5 separate regions of the Mus musculus genome follow, and all the other regions are linked to region 2. A link is a contact called in public HiChIP or PLAC-seq and promoter capture Hi-C data. All regions are on one chromosome and are shown on one strand. Each heading gives the region's core, a stretch centred on a gene start, on an enhancer-like site or on the middle of the called end of the contact. The rest is flanking DNA. Distances are from core to core; before and after follow the strand shown.

Evidence for each region. Promoter capture Hi-C pulls out the DNA fragments that hold promoters and counts their contacts. HiChIP or PLAC-seq counts read pairs in DNA pulled down with a chosen protein or histone mark. Capture Hi-C pulls out chosen DNA fragments and counts their contacts.
Region 1: a contact with region 2 is called in a promoter capture Hi-C map of liver, with 5 times the contacts expected there. The contact joins the enhancer-like site here to the promoter of Zrsr1 in region 2. A contact is called at or near these places in 5 of 39 promoter capture datasets (the 3T3-L1 cell line, 3T3-L1-derived adipocytes, embryonic stem cells and 1 more), 1 of 484 Hi-C or Micro-C datasets (embryonic stem cells), 2 of 115 datasets of contacts at active chromatin or transcription factors (fibro-adipogenic progenitors and forebrain) and 1 of 9 other capture datasets (adipose tissue).
Region 3: a promoter capture Hi-C map of adipose tissue shows a contact between it and region 2, with 3 times the contacts expected there. The contact joins the promoter of 0610010F05Rik here to the promoter of Zrsr1 in region 2. A contact is called at or near these places in 10 of 39 promoter capture datasets (the 3T3-L1 cell line, cranial neural crest, embryonic stem cells and 6 more), 6 of 115 datasets of contacts at active chromatin or transcription factors (the 230-238 cell line, the SCID.adh cell line, astrocytes and 3 more) and 1 of 9 other capture datasets (adipose tissue).
Region 4: a promoter capture Hi-C map of liver shows a contact between it and region 2, with 4 times the contacts expected there. The contact joins the enhancer-like site here to the promoter of Zrsr1 in region 2. A contact is called at or near these places in 8 of 39 promoter capture datasets (the 3T3-L1 cell line, 3T3-L1-derived adipocytes, embryonic stem cells and 3 more), 2 of 115 datasets of contacts at active chromatin or transcription factors (bone marrow-derived macrophages and large pre-B cells) and 1 of 9 other capture datasets (adipose tissue).
Region 5: an H3K27ac HiChIP or PLAC-seq map of microglia shows a contact between it and region 2, with 6 times the contacts expected there. The contact joins the promoter of Rel here to the promoter of Zrsr1 in region 2. A contact is called at or near these places in 1 of 115 datasets of contacts at active chromatin or transcription factors (microglia) and 1 of 9 other capture datasets (pancreatic islet).

The regions. Positions count from the first base shown.
Region 1 is chr11:22,319,351-22,322,050 of GRCm38.p6, forward strand. No RefSeq gene overlaps it. Among named protein-coding and RNA genes, the nearest start is that of Ehbp1, 34 kb to the left of the region's middle. Within about 2 kb of position 1,306, at least 2 of the 459 cell types and tissues checked have an H3K27ac peak or open chromatin away from gene starts, as enhancers often do.
Region 2 is chr11:22,970,674-22,973,373 of GRCm38.p6, forward strand. Zrsr1 (zinc finger (CCCH type), RNA binding motif and serine/arginine rich 1) reads left to right here and starts at 1,332. Exons shown (of 1, transcript NM_011663.3): 1 at 1,332-2,700. The coding sequence starts at 2,555. The region is part of intron 1 of Commd1 (COMM domain containing 1); the gene reads right to left.
Region 3 is chr11:23,632,134-23,635,021 of GRCm38.p6, forward strand. It overlaps 0610010F05Rik (RIKEN cDNA 0610010F05 gene), which reads right to left and starts at 1,498. Exons shown (of 22, transcript NM_027860.3): 1 at 1,360-1,498.
Region 4 is chr11:22,371,683-22,374,386 of GRCm38.p6, forward strand. No RefSeq gene overlaps it. Among named protein-coding and RNA genes, the nearest start is that of Gm39609, 70 kb to the right of the region's middle. Within about 2 kb of position 1,454, at least 14 of the 459 cell types and tissues checked have an H3K27ac peak or open chromatin away from gene starts, as enhancers often do. A contact at or near this core is called in liver, where this site is marked.
Region 5 is chr11:23,769,671-23,772,370 of GRCm38.p6, forward strand. Rel (reticuloendotheliosis oncogene) reads right to left here and starts at 1,299. Exons shown (of 10, transcript NM_009044.3): 1 at 1,010-1,299. The coding sequence starts at 1,019.

The DNA.
Region 1 (2,700 bases), core at 56-2,555, 650 kb before region 2:
ACATCATCTATCCTATCAGCTCATTTCTCAGGGCATCATCTACCTATCAGCTCATGTGGAGACTTTGGCAGTAACTGAGTCTCTGGCTGGCTGTCCTTCCTTGAGCCTATTTAGCTATATGCTGCATAAAGAACATAGATTCTTATCTCCTGGATCTGCCTATAGCTAGCCTGTACATAGGCCTCTTTTAAGAAATACATTTGTCTTTATACATTTAAGCATTTAATATACATAGAAAATTAATAAAACATTTGGAACCATTTCATTAGTCTATATGACCTGTATTTAGGTTACATGAAACAGTAAGGCATGAGAAAGAATGAATGTGAGAATAAGGAAGAGGAGGGAAGGAAGGAGGAAGGAAGGAAGGAAGGAAGGAAGGGAGGGAGGGAGGGAGGGAGGGAGGGAGGAAGGGGAATAAGAAGGGAAGTGAACTAGGAAGGAGAAACGAATGGGTGAGTTCCCTGAGGAATTATTATGTTGTCTTAGTTATTATTATATTGCTATGAGGAGATTCCATGAATCAAGAAACATTATTATTATTATCATTAAGACAGGGTTCCTCTGTGTAGTTCTGACTGTCATGGAATTCACTATATAGACCTGACAGACCTCGAACTCACAGAGATTTGCCAGCCTCTGCTTCCCAGATTAAAGGTGTGCACTACCATGAACAAGATGACTTTTAAGAGAAAGCATTTAAGCATTTGACTGGGGGCTTGCTTACACTTTCGAGGGTTATTCCGTGACAGTCATGGAGGGCATTGGTAAGCAGACAGCCTGGCATGGTGCTGGAGCAGCGGCTGAGAGCTCACATTCAATTTGCAAGTTTCAGGAATAGAGAGCACAAGAGTGGGCATGTCCTGGACTTTTAAAACTCAAAGCCCACCCACAGTAACACACCTGTTCCAACAAGGTCACACATTCTCCAGCAAGGCAACACTTCCTATTCCTTCCCAAACAGCACCACAACCTGAGGACTAGAGAGTCAAATATACAAGCCTGGGAAGGCCATTCTCATTCAAACCACCATATATGCCATGCCTCAAAAGCATTTTTAAGCTTTGTTAAAATGCCTAGGCTAATAGCTACCATATGTGTGCTGGTACCCAGGAGGCCAGAAGAGTGTAATTGCTGTTAGAGATAGTTAAGAGCCACTCCACCAAGTGGGTGCAGGAAACTGAACTTGGGTCCTCTAAAAGAGCAGAAGTACTCAACAGCTGAGGCTTCTCTCTAGCTCCTGCAAACTCATTCCATTGTGGTTTTAAAAACAGGCAAGTGAGGAGTGATGACTTAGAATTTCTCAAGAGTACATTCTTCCACAAAGAAGACAACTTCTGTCATAGATAACCTTATTTTTCTTGGGTACTGAGCTCTATGTATCTGGAAACTGCTAAAGTCCTTGAAAACTGTGAAGCAACTTATTTCAGCAATTTTAGAGCATTTCTGCCATTAAAAATTAGTGTATTTTTACAACACTAGTTAATATTTTAAATAATGCATGCACTGTCCTTTGATAGTTCAACTAGAATGCTCCTTTTGCTTCAGTTGGAGATTAAACATGGCTAACAGTGGGATAGGCCCAAGCAAAGCAATTAGTTTCTGGACACTATTATTTTCAGAAGGAAGTTTCAGTTTCCTCTTATTAACAGGAGGATTGTCTTTAGGTTTGAAAAACAAAGGCAGCATTTGAAAACATTTGCTTGTATTTTGTGAGGTAGTTTGATCACTGAAAGACAGGGTACCAGAAACAATCACCTTTCCTTAATATCTCTTAACATCAGTGGATTCAATTCCCCAATAAAAAGACATAGACTAACAGACTAGCTACATAAATAGGACCCAACATTTTGCTGCATACAGGAAACCCACCTCAGGGACAAAGACAGACACTACCTCAGAGTAAAAGGCTGGAAAACAATTTTCCAAGCAAATGGTCCAAAGAAACAAGCTGGAATAGCCATTCTAATATCAAATAAAATTGACTTCCAACCCAAAGTTATCAAAAAAGACAAAGATGGGCACTTCATACTCATCAAAGGTAAAATCTTCCAAGATGAACTCTCATTTCTGAATATCTATGCTCCAACTGCAAGGGCATCCACATAAAGAAACTATAGTAAAGCTCAAAGCACACATTGCACCTCACACAATAGTGAGAGACCTCAACACCCCACTCTCACCAATGGACAGATCCTGGAAACAGAAAATAAACAGAGACACATTGAAACTAACAGAAGTTATGAAACAAATGGATTTAACAGATATCCACAGAATATTTTACCCTAAAACAAAAGGATATACCTTCTTCTCAGCACCTCATGGTACCTGCTCCAAAACTGACCATATAATCAGTCACAAAACAGGCCTCATCAGATACAAAAATATTGAAATTATCCCATACATCCTATCAGATCACCACGGACTAAGGCTGATCTTAAATAACAATATAAATAATTGAAAGCCAACGCTGACTTGGTAGCTGAACAACACTCTACTCAATGATACCTTGGTCAAGGAAGAAATAAACAAATAAATTAAAGACTTTTTAGAGTTTAATGAAAATGAAGCCACAACATATCCAATTATGGGACACAATGAATGCAGTCTTTTTTTTTTTTTCCATTTTTTATTAGGTATTTAACTCATTTACATTTCCAATGCTATACCAAAAGTCCCCCATATCCACCCACCCCCACT
Region 2 (2,700 bases), core at 82-2,581:
TGATACCTCCTAGATGAACCCTGTGGCTGGACAGTCTCCCCAGGATCCTGACCCTCAAATCAGAGACTTCTGTAAGACTGGACCTGACCTCCAGCTAAGATACATCACACAGGTGAGCACCTTGGGGATAAAGACTTAGGACCATATTTAGAAATTTAAAGTGTGAACCTTGTATGATGACCCTCAGCATAAAATATAACTTTTGCTATACACAGGTATCTACCTTCTTTCTTGTGACACAGAGGCAGGCAGAGCTTTCTTCTTAGTTAGGGTTTTACTGCTGTGAATAGACACCATGACCAAGGCAAGTCTTATAAAGGACAACATTTAACTAGGGCTGGCTTACAGATTCAGAGGTTCAGTCCATTACCATCAAGGCAGGAACACGGTAGCACACAGGCATGGTGCAGGAAGAGCTGAGAGTCTGACATCTTCATCTGAAAGCTGCTAGAAGACTAGCTTCCAGGCATCTAGGATGTGGGTCTTAAAGCCAATGACACACTTACTCCAGCAAGGCCACAGCTTCTAACAGTGCCACTCCCTATACAAACCATCACATTCTACTCCCTGGCCCCTATAGGCTTGTGCAAGCATAAGAGCCTATGGGGATCATACCTAAACATAGCATGATGCAAGGCCAGTCTAGTCTACAGAGCAAGTTCCAGGACAGCCACAGCTACACAGTAAAACCCTTGTCTCTGAAAAAACAAACAAACAAACAAACAAAAATAAAAGATTTTTTTCTTGGCTTAAACACTTGTCTGAGCAGTCTTCTCTGGTGAATACCCCACAAAACTACATTACAGAACAAATGAAAGGAATGTGTTTGCAAAAAACAAAACACATTCAATTTTTTATTCCCTTGGTTTTTCGAGACAGGGTTTCTCTGTGTAGCCCTGGCTGTCCTGGAACTCACACTGTAGACCAGGCTGGCCTCGAACTCAGAAATCCGCCTGCCTTTGCCTCCCGAGTGCTGGGATTAAAGGCGTGCGACACCACACCAGGCCCACATTCAATATTTAAAAAACAAAACAACAACAAAACCAAAACCCCTTACTTTCCACAAGAGTGAGGAGCTGAAGCCAGAAAAACGGTTTACCTGGTAAAGCCCTTGACAAACAAATATAAGAACTTAATTTCTATTCCCAGCACCCACATAAACAAGCCCGGGAAGGTGAGCTGCCAGCACCGGCATGGAGGGGTGCCCTGCAGTGAGACAAGCCTGCCCCGGCTCAGGGCTGAGCATTCTTACTGCAGGAGCACTCCCACTGCAGGGGGCGGAGACAAAAAAAGCAGTAAATCGTACTGCGCAGGCCTGCCTTTCCCGGAGTAAAGACGTAACTGCAGATTACAGGGTAACTGCGCAGATCAGACATACTGCGGATAACTGCAGATACCTGGATGACTGCGCAGGCGGACCGTACTGCAGATAACCACCCGCAACTGCGCAGGCCGGTCGGTAAGGCAGATAACCACTGTTCCAGCTGTACCATGGATAACCGGGTAACTACGTAGGCTGATCATACTACGGATAACCAGGTAACTGCGCAGGCCGGCCATGCCACGGAGGCTGGCCTTAAAGCGGATAACCGGGTAACTGCACAGGCCAGCTGTGCCATGCATAACCAGTAACTGCATAGGCTGGCCGTACCACAGATAACCACGGATACCTGGGTAACTGCGCAGGCAGGCCGTACTGCGGATAGCCAGGTAACTGCGCAGGCTGGCTGTACCACGGATAATCGCGGATAATTGGTAACTGCGGCCGCCCCACAGATAATTGGGTAACTGCGCAGGCAGGCCATACCACGGATAACTGGATAGACGGATAACTGCGCAAGCCGGCCATACCGGCCCGGCCGGGTAACTGCATGGGCAGGCCTATGTACTGCGGATAAACGGATAACCGGGTGACTGCCCAGGCAGGCCGTACTGCGGATAACTGGATAATCGGGTAACTGCGCAGACCATCCGTACCTCCGAAAACTGGGTAACTGCGCAGGCCTACCACGGATAAGTGGGTAACTGCGTGGGATAACTGGATAATCGGGTCACTGCGCAGGCAGGCTGTGCCACGGATAACCGGACAACCGGGTAACTGCACGGATAGGCTTTATCACGGGTAACTGGATAACCGGGTAATTGCGCAGGCTGGCAGTACCACGGATAACCGGATAACTGCGCAGGCAGGCCTACGTACTGCGGATAACCGAGTGACTGCGCAGGTAGGCGGTACAGCCCACATTCCAACGCAAACACTGGCCTTCGACTGCGCATGCGCACATTCAACTACTGGTTGCTGCATTGCGCAAACACGCCGGTGACTCAGCTGGTTCAAGCTTTCTAGGCTGGTGGAAAGGAAAGTCAACTGGGCTGAATGGTGCCACCCTGAAGTTGCTGTCCAGGAAGGTAACGAACATTAAACAGCAGAACAACTTAGCAGCGGGCGACATTTTCAATCCACAGCGTGAGAAAAAGAGATTATCGCGAGATCCGGGAAGAGCCCCCCCCCCCCCCCCCCCCCCCCCCCCCCCCCCCCCCGCTCTGCGGTAAAATGGCATCACGGCAGACCGCGATTCCTGAGAAACTCAGCCGAAAACAATACAAGGCGGCAATGAAGAAGGAGAAACGCAAGAAACGTCGGCAGAAAATGGCTCGGCTGAGAGCTCTGGAAGCCCCACCAGAGGAGGACGATGATGT
Region 3 (2,888 bases), core at 248-2,747, 660 kb after region 2:
GAGGACAAATGATTTGGAAAGCGGTGTTTAATTATAATTTGTTTGGACCTTAGGAAGACGTTTAGGATGGGAATGGAGATGTGCGAGGCCCTGGGTTGGACAACCAGCACTGGAAAGGAGAAAAGGCGACTAAACAGTTTAAAGTAGAACTCAAGACAAAGACCCCTTGTGTGCTGCTTTTTCACTTTTAACTTTCAGATATTTAATTAAAATTTATTTTCTGTTTTTGGTGGTGGTGGTGGCAGTGTACTCCACAAATGAGCTAAGTTCCCAGCACTTAATTAAAATAACAAGAAAGATGTCTCCATCAAATTCTTAAAAACTTGTATATTTCAAATATAATACTCATTTATTCGTGGTAATGGATGATTTAAGTAACTTGGGTGTGAATTTTTTTTCTGTTGACACAATTGAATCTTTCCAATCAAGGGAAAAAAACTACTGTGTATTCTAGTTAAACTAATCTCTGAGAATGTTTCCTTTAGGGTATGAATAACATACAGTCTTAGAACAGCTGGCACATGCATCTCATTCTGGAGAAAGGTATAAACGTATAAAAAACTATGACCAAAAGAAAATATCTAAAACTCAAAATTATCCTCTCATGCATGACACCATACTTTAAAAGTGTTTAAGGTATAATATATTTAGTAAATAAATAACATTATTTACTAAAATATAAAAATTCTATTGTTTTAACATTTTACACCTTTAAAGAACATAACCTATTCCTTATTTTGGCTTATTCATATGGACAAGCATCTGCTTTTCATTTTTCAATGAAAAGGGGGCTCTTGATCTTTCCCTAGGCAGAGGAGGGAGTGGAGGTGGGGGGTGGTCACAGGGACAGGTGGAAGGCCTCTGGCACAGCAGAGGGAGGCTGTTAGTCCTGATCTACAACAGACTTCCTGACTCTCATCCACACGTGTGACCCAGCCGGTTGGCTCTGATTCTGAAAGACCGGACATCACTGCCCACCCGGGTAAGTAGCCTTTCCAAGCCCGGGTCCGAGGCTCCCTGCGCGGCGCGTCCTCGGGACCGGGATTCCGCGGCGTGGACACCGACTCGAGGCGCGGGCTGGAGAGGAGCAGACAAAGGCATCGGAAAGCAGCCTGGCGGGGACTGTGAGGGCCGGAGTCCGGCGACCGAAGCTGGGCTCCGTCGCCAAGAGCGTAGGCGAGGGCGGCGGCGGGACGGGGCCGCAGGCAGCGCCCGGGCGTCCGCGGGCTTCCGGGCAGCGGGGCCCCGCACCGCCCGCCCGCCCGCCAGTCCGCCCGCCCGGATGGGCAGCGGCGCTCCCGGCCCTCGCCCCACTCCAGCTTCCGAGTGGGTGCCCCAGCCTCTCAGCGTCTCTCTCACCTCCACAGGGCCGCGGCGGCCCTCACCGCGCCGGTGTCACCTGCAGCGGCCAGCACCGCCCGCGCTCGCGCCCAGAACGGCGCGACCCGGCGCACACGCCAGGCTGAGGCGGCCTCACGAGCCGCGGCCGCACCCGCCTGCGCCCGCTAGCCAGCCGCCCAGCAAGAGCGCCGAGGGGCGGGGCCTGATCGACGCGCCCGGGCCAATCGCAAGCTAGCGCCGCAGCAGAGCATCCAATGAGCGACGAGATCCTGCGGGTGGGCGGGTGCGGGCGGTGCCAGAGTGCAGCCCACCGCTGCACAGAGCCTGCTCTTCACCCTGCCCTCTCTGGCTCGTCCTCTCTGGCCTGTCGCAGTGCAGCGTCCCCACTCTCTTAGCGTCATGTCTCTTAGCGACTAGGTCCTCAGCGCTTGATCTTGAACGTGGGAGATAAAGGGAGCTCGAATGAAAAGAATAAATCTTTCCCTGTCACTCATTTTGCTATAAGCTGCTTAGGTTCAACAGAAAAAATATATGATTGGATAGGGCGTTGGCTGGGACTTAGAAACATACTGTAAACTGAAAAGCTGGCGACTTCTCAGATATAGTGTGGCAAATGTTCCAGTGTTAAACTTGGAAGGCTGATTGATGTTCAGTCTTAGAGCACTGATGGAAATGTATTAGTGGCCAGATGTGAGTTTTCGTTGGCAATCACTCCATGGTTCTGGCAAGATTAAACTAAAACAGTGTCCACTAATAAACCTGTTTGCAAGCAGAGAGAGACAGAGACAGAGAGAGAGAGAGAGAGAGAGAGAGAGACAGAGAGAGAGAGAGACAGAGACAGAGACAGAGACAGTGAGAACGAGCAATGTATTCAGTGTAAGCTGTATATCAAAAAGAATATAAGTAACTCTCAATGTTATGGTTTCGATCAAATCTTCATTTCTTTTTTGTTTCCCAGAGGAAGTTGAACGTTTGTTTGTTTTTTGTTGTTGTTTATTGTTTTCTCTTCAATCGCCTTATCTGCCAAGGCTTTCCTCCTACCACTCAAATAGATCTCCCTTCCCACTGGGGGGAGGTGGTCTCAATGTGCAGGTAGAGTCCAAATTATGCCCAAGGAATGAGGCTTCCACATTTGATAATGGGCCTCAGACCTCAGCGAAGCTCCGAGTAGCACGGTGAGAGAAGCACTTGGATCATTTCGCAGGCTCAGGCTTCCTGCTGGGAGCGAATGGTCCCTGTCTTGCTCTCAGGAGAACATGTGTTCACATTCAGCTTGAACTTCAGTGGCTGCACATAGAGCTTTCGACCTCCAAGTCAGATAAGTGTGGCAGCAGATAAGCCACGGTTTCTGCTTTATGAATGCTTCGTGATGCCCAGGTTTTTGTAACCAGACTTGTGAAGGGCTCATTTGTCAAATTAATGCATGCAGTAAAGGAAGCCTATCATCCATGGAACATTTATATATGCCAGGTATGCATCTGTTATCTACTTTAATCAACATGGCACACTACGAAGGTTATACAATTACTTTTTCTTTTCTTTTCTTT
Region 4 (2,704 bases), core at 204-2,703, 600 kb before region 2:
GTCCTCTGGAAGAGCAGCCAGTGTACTTAACTTCTGAGTCATCTCTCAAGTGCTGGTGTTTCTTTTTAAATGTAAATGTCTATTTCTTACTGCCAAGTAGCAAAAAGCCTTCAGACAGCTGAATAGATCCTTTTAAACACCAGAGACTTCAGGTTTTCATTTACTTTTTCCAGTAGTTCTCATCTCCTTCCAATAAATTACACTTTTGTATTTCAGTTAGCTGAAGTAATTTCCTATTATATAGGACCATAGAATCATAATTAATGCATCAGTGTATTGAAACTGAACCAGCTGTCTGAACAGAAGGGACTGACTGAAGTTAGAGTTCTTTGAGGTAAAACAAAGAATTCAAAATCCACAACACTTTGTCCAGCACTATTCAGAGCAGGCTACATTGCTCCTGGGAAGTTACTCCATCTGGTGACTACTACAAAGGTATTCTCTACTGTCTTTGGGCCAAGGACAATACTTCAGGATTCATTGTGGCCTAAAAGCTTTCAAAAAAAAAAACAAAACAAAACAAAAACAATAACAAAAACAAAAAAACCCCAAAGATACCTAAAACCATTCAATTATGCATATTGATGGGGTGCCATGTAATGCCCTGGCACATGTATACACTGTATAATGCTTAGTTCAGGTATTATATGTGTATAATATATATATATATATATATAGTTCAGGTATTATATGTATATTATATATTATATATATAATATATAACATATACATATATATAATGTATATATATATATATATACACACACATATATATATTTCCTCAAATATTTGTCATTTTTTTTTCTGGTGAAAACTTCCAAAATTCTTCCTACTAGTTTTTAAATTATCTGGTATAATATTACCTAGATACAAGATATTCCTGAGATCATGGTCCACTTTTCTCTCTGATTCCACATTTACTAGAAGCAGCTTTATAATAAAAATATCAATTTGGGGGAATTAGGATATTAAGAAGAGAGTAGCCCTAAGGTAGACAGCAGCTGTGTGGCTGAGATGGACAGCAGCTGTGTGGCTGAGGTGGAAAGCAGCTGTGTGCAAGGTGGAAAGCAGCTGTGTGGCTGAGGTGGACAGCAGCAGCTGTGTTTGTGAAGTGGACAGCAGCTGTGTGTCTGAAGTGGACAGCAGCTGTGTGTCTGAGGTTGAGAGCAGCTGTGTGGCTGAGGTAGACAGCATCTGTGTGGTTAAAGGTGGACAGCAGCTGTGTGAATTAGGTAGACAGCAGGTGTGGCTCAGGTGGACAGCAGCTGTGTGGCTCAGGTGGACAGCAGCTGTGTGGCTAAAGGTGGATGGCAGCTGTGTGGGATTAGGTAGACAGCAGGTGTGGCTCAGGTGGACGGCAGCTGTGTGGCTGAGGTATATAGCAACTGTAGCAGTATAGACAGCCCACATCTATGGTTTCAGTATGGCAAGTGTGACAGTGTTCCCTGACAGGGGAGGCTTGTCATATTTTAAAGACTCTCCTAGGTGACCTCATCAAGGTGCCACCACCTTTGAATTTACCAATGTTTCTCTAGATTTCTCTCCTACTCTCTGCTGGAATCATGTTGTAACAATATGAAGTCACCCACTACTTTTGCTATGGCCAAGACCTGCATTCTTTGCAATTATGCAGGTTAGACAATGAACAAAACCTAATTAATTGCAATTAAAGAGTTGTGGCAACATCTACTTTTGTAGAATAAAAGTGTTTGCTAAGCAAACAAATGCATTAAACACTAACTCGACCTGTTGCGTGATGAGGCAAGAGATGGGTTAACTGAAGCAACAGGGTACATGCAGTTGCTGGCCCTCTGCCCTGGCGATCCCTGACCTCTGTCATTCTGCCCATGCTTTCTAAAATTTCTCTAAAGAAAAGACATTGAAATGTAGTGTTGTAGTATTGTAGTCTGACTGCAATAACATTAAATTTTCTCTGATTTATTTATTTTTTTCCAATTTTTATTAGATATTTTTAAGTAAATAATTTGCAAATAAATGTTGATTGTTCTATTGTGATTGGTGCTAGGCTAGTTGCAAAATATCACTGTGTCCTATTGAGATATAAATCCTGAAAGAAGAATGTTTGTGCTAATTATGAACTAAATTTAGAAGTGTTTTTTAATGGTTTTATAATTACTGTTATCAATTTATCATTTTCTTGTCAGTTTGAACAAGAGGTACAGAACCCTAATTTTGTAGTTCTAAGAGTGAACTGGAGTAACCAGCTGAAAACTGATAAATTATTTCCATTATCTAGAAGTGTGTTTATTTTTAAGTTTTAACTTTTTGAGACAGGGTTACTCTGTGTAGCCATGGCTGTCCTGGCTTTGTAGTTCTGGCTGGCCCTAAACTCACAGAGATCTGCCTGCCTCTACCTCCCAAGTAGTGGGATTACAGACATGAGCCACCACTCCTGGCTCCACTATCTAGAAGTTTTATGTTTTACATCTGCTTTGCAGATTTAAACCAGTTTCTGCAGTTGGGATAAATAAAGTATTAGTTATAAAAGTTTTGAGAAACCAGAACCAACTGGTAGTAAATGTTGGTTGTTTTAAGATGTTTTCAGTTCGGCAGGGCTTAATCTTTCAGCTATGGCTCTAATGCTGGCTACGATGCCAGGCAAAACTCAAAGCTATCTTCTTATAGTACTTGATTTTTGCCTCTAGAATTACAGACCTATTTCTGAAAAAAAAATATTTTTTCC
Region 5 (2,700 bases), core at 49-2,548, 800 kb after region 2:
ATATTTTAAACTACACTTGTTTTCTCATGAAAACCACAGACAAACTGAAATCAAGTGTCATGTGAAACACCCCAGTTTCCTTTACAGCAGGAGTTATGATATTGTTCTGCTCAACTCTTAAAGAGTTCACTAAGCTTTCTACTTCCTCTTCTCTGCCAGACGTCGGCTGCCTTCTACTGAGGGTCACTGGGAAGATAAGGGTCAGCGTCCTGCTACAGACAGAAGGTGTCATTTTTAGCTCCCACCACCATCTCAGCTGCTTCAAGTGCTTGCTTTACATATAGTACGACTGTCATACTAAACTCCCCTGTCCTGTAAACTGTTTCTTATAAATGTCCCCCTCAAAGCAGATGATCCAAAACTTACTAGTGGCAGATAAAACACTGACATTAAACGATGACATTTTCAACCCTACCAGTTACTTTAAAGTATAATCAAATCTCGTCCTCTTGCTGCTAACAAAACGCGCGTGCAGGTTTGGGGTTGGGGGTTGAAGGGATCGAGGTCTCTACACGGTAAATTAGACAAGCAACATCTTTAGCTCGTGGGGGCGGGGGTAGTGTTTTCGCTTGGAACGAATTAAAACGCCACTGAGGACTTTCACAGCCACGCCACATTCTGTACCAGTGTCAGCCGCTAGCACGATTGGACTTAAAAAAAGAAAGCTCGTCTGAGGTCCGGAGGTTCCTCTTTTTTGTTCAAAAATGTAAAACTGGGTCTCCATACCACTGAGTCTTTAAACGCGAGGCTTCTCTGCTCTCCTTTACTGAGATTACCCCCTGTGATCCTAAAAGCACACCGTTGGGAATTTCGAAGGTTCTGGCTATTAGGAGAAGATCAGATTACAGTGCGCCGCTTTGATTTCACACGCAAACCCCGGAGCGGGCAACTTTTCAAACGGCTGACAATTTGCCAGATGAGAAGACTTGAAAGGCAGACCGTCCTAACCCCAAACGGAGCCCCCGACAGCTCCTCCCCGTGACCCGCGAGTGCTCGCCCCGGTACTCACTCGAGGCCATGGCTCGGCTCCGCGCGCCGCTCGCTGCAGCTTCCAGCGTCCGGCCCGAGGCTGCAAGGCAGCCAGTCAGTCAGTCAGTGAGTCAGTCAGCCAGGCAGTCGGTCAGGCAGGCAGTCAGCCAGCTAGCCCGTCAGTCAGCCAACCAGTGAGGAGGCTGAGCAGCCTCCGCAGCCGGGACGCCTGTCCTCGGACCACCCCCGGGCCTCCTCTTCTTTCCCGGCTCCTCTGGGTTTGCGGCTCACACCTTCCCACCCCCGAATCTTCGCGCTCCGGTCACTAGTGTCCTGGCGTCGCCTTGCCAGGATGCCGCGGCAGGGGCAGGGGGCGGGGCGGACCGCCCGGCGGAACGTGGGGGGAGGGGGGGGGATTTCCCGCTGCTTACGTCACTCGCGCCACCGCCTACCCGGGGCGGGGGGCGGAGCCTCGCGGCGGGCGCGCGACCCCGCGCGGGCCAGTGCGCTTACTTCCTCCAGAGCCACCACAGCCTGCACGCTCGCGCCGGGAGCTCCGTGAGGGCGCGCAGCGACGACTCCGCGCGTGAGAAGCCGTCGGTCCCTGAGAAATCCCCCTCCTCCAGAGTCCTTGAGAGCGCCGCTTAAAGCCGAGGGGCGTGTTCGTGACGTCATGCTGGCCGAGCGGCCGGAGGCGGGCCGGGCGGTGCACCGGGCGCGCTCCTTGGCCGCCCGAGGCCCGCCCGGGGTTTTCGACCGGTGGTTCCCCCTCTTCCCGATTTCGCACATGCAAATCTCCGCCCCCGCGCCAGAGAGTTGTCCGGGTGCTCTGGAGGGGAAGTGCGGAAGCGCCAGCGCCCGCGTTCGGCAGTAAGGCGCAGATTTGCATACGGGGACCCCCGCAGCCTTATTTTCCCTCTATATCTACATTACGTCTTTTACCTACCAAAGTTTTTCAGCTGCACTGCGAGGCCGCTAACCCCATTCTGTATAAATGTACACGACGTCCAGAGATTGGCCGAGATACCCACGGCCTGAGGCCTGGACCGAACTTTGGTGCTTTGACAGGTCAGGCGGAATCTTGTTTGCCTTCAGTTGCTAATACGCACCTGTTCTCTTAGTCTATGATGTATTAGCATGTCATTGTATACACGAGTATTAGGGTTGATTGGGGTTTGGAGAAGCTGAGTAGCTTGTCCATACTTTAGAGTTCTAGAAAGGAATTGCACGATTTAAGCTTAAGATTATCCAGCCCCGTTTAGCGCACTGCACTCCCAGCACGCGGGAGGCTGAGGTAGGTGGACTGTCTCAACAACAGAAATAACTCAGGGTTATCTGGCTCCACCTCTTACGTTCTCCAGTCATTTACTGACTAAAACAAGTAATGGAGGGGAAATAGAGAATATCATCTTGCATGGCCAACAAGATAGCTTAGAGAATAATTGCGCTTGCTACCAAGCCTGACAAATTGAGTTTGATCCATGGAAGGACAGAATCAACTTCCAAAAGTTGTCCTCTTACCTCTACATGCGCTTCAAAGAACGCCAAAGTGTGTGTGTGTGTGTGGGGGGGGGGGGGTTGGATAATTAAAATATATACTATCCTGTCATAAAAAATTCATCCTGTTATACAACTCCCCCAAAGTGAAGGAAATAATTAAAATCTGCTAGTTCCAAATTGTCTTCTCAAAGAGTATAAATAGCAGTTGTGTTTTTAGTTAAACACAATCAT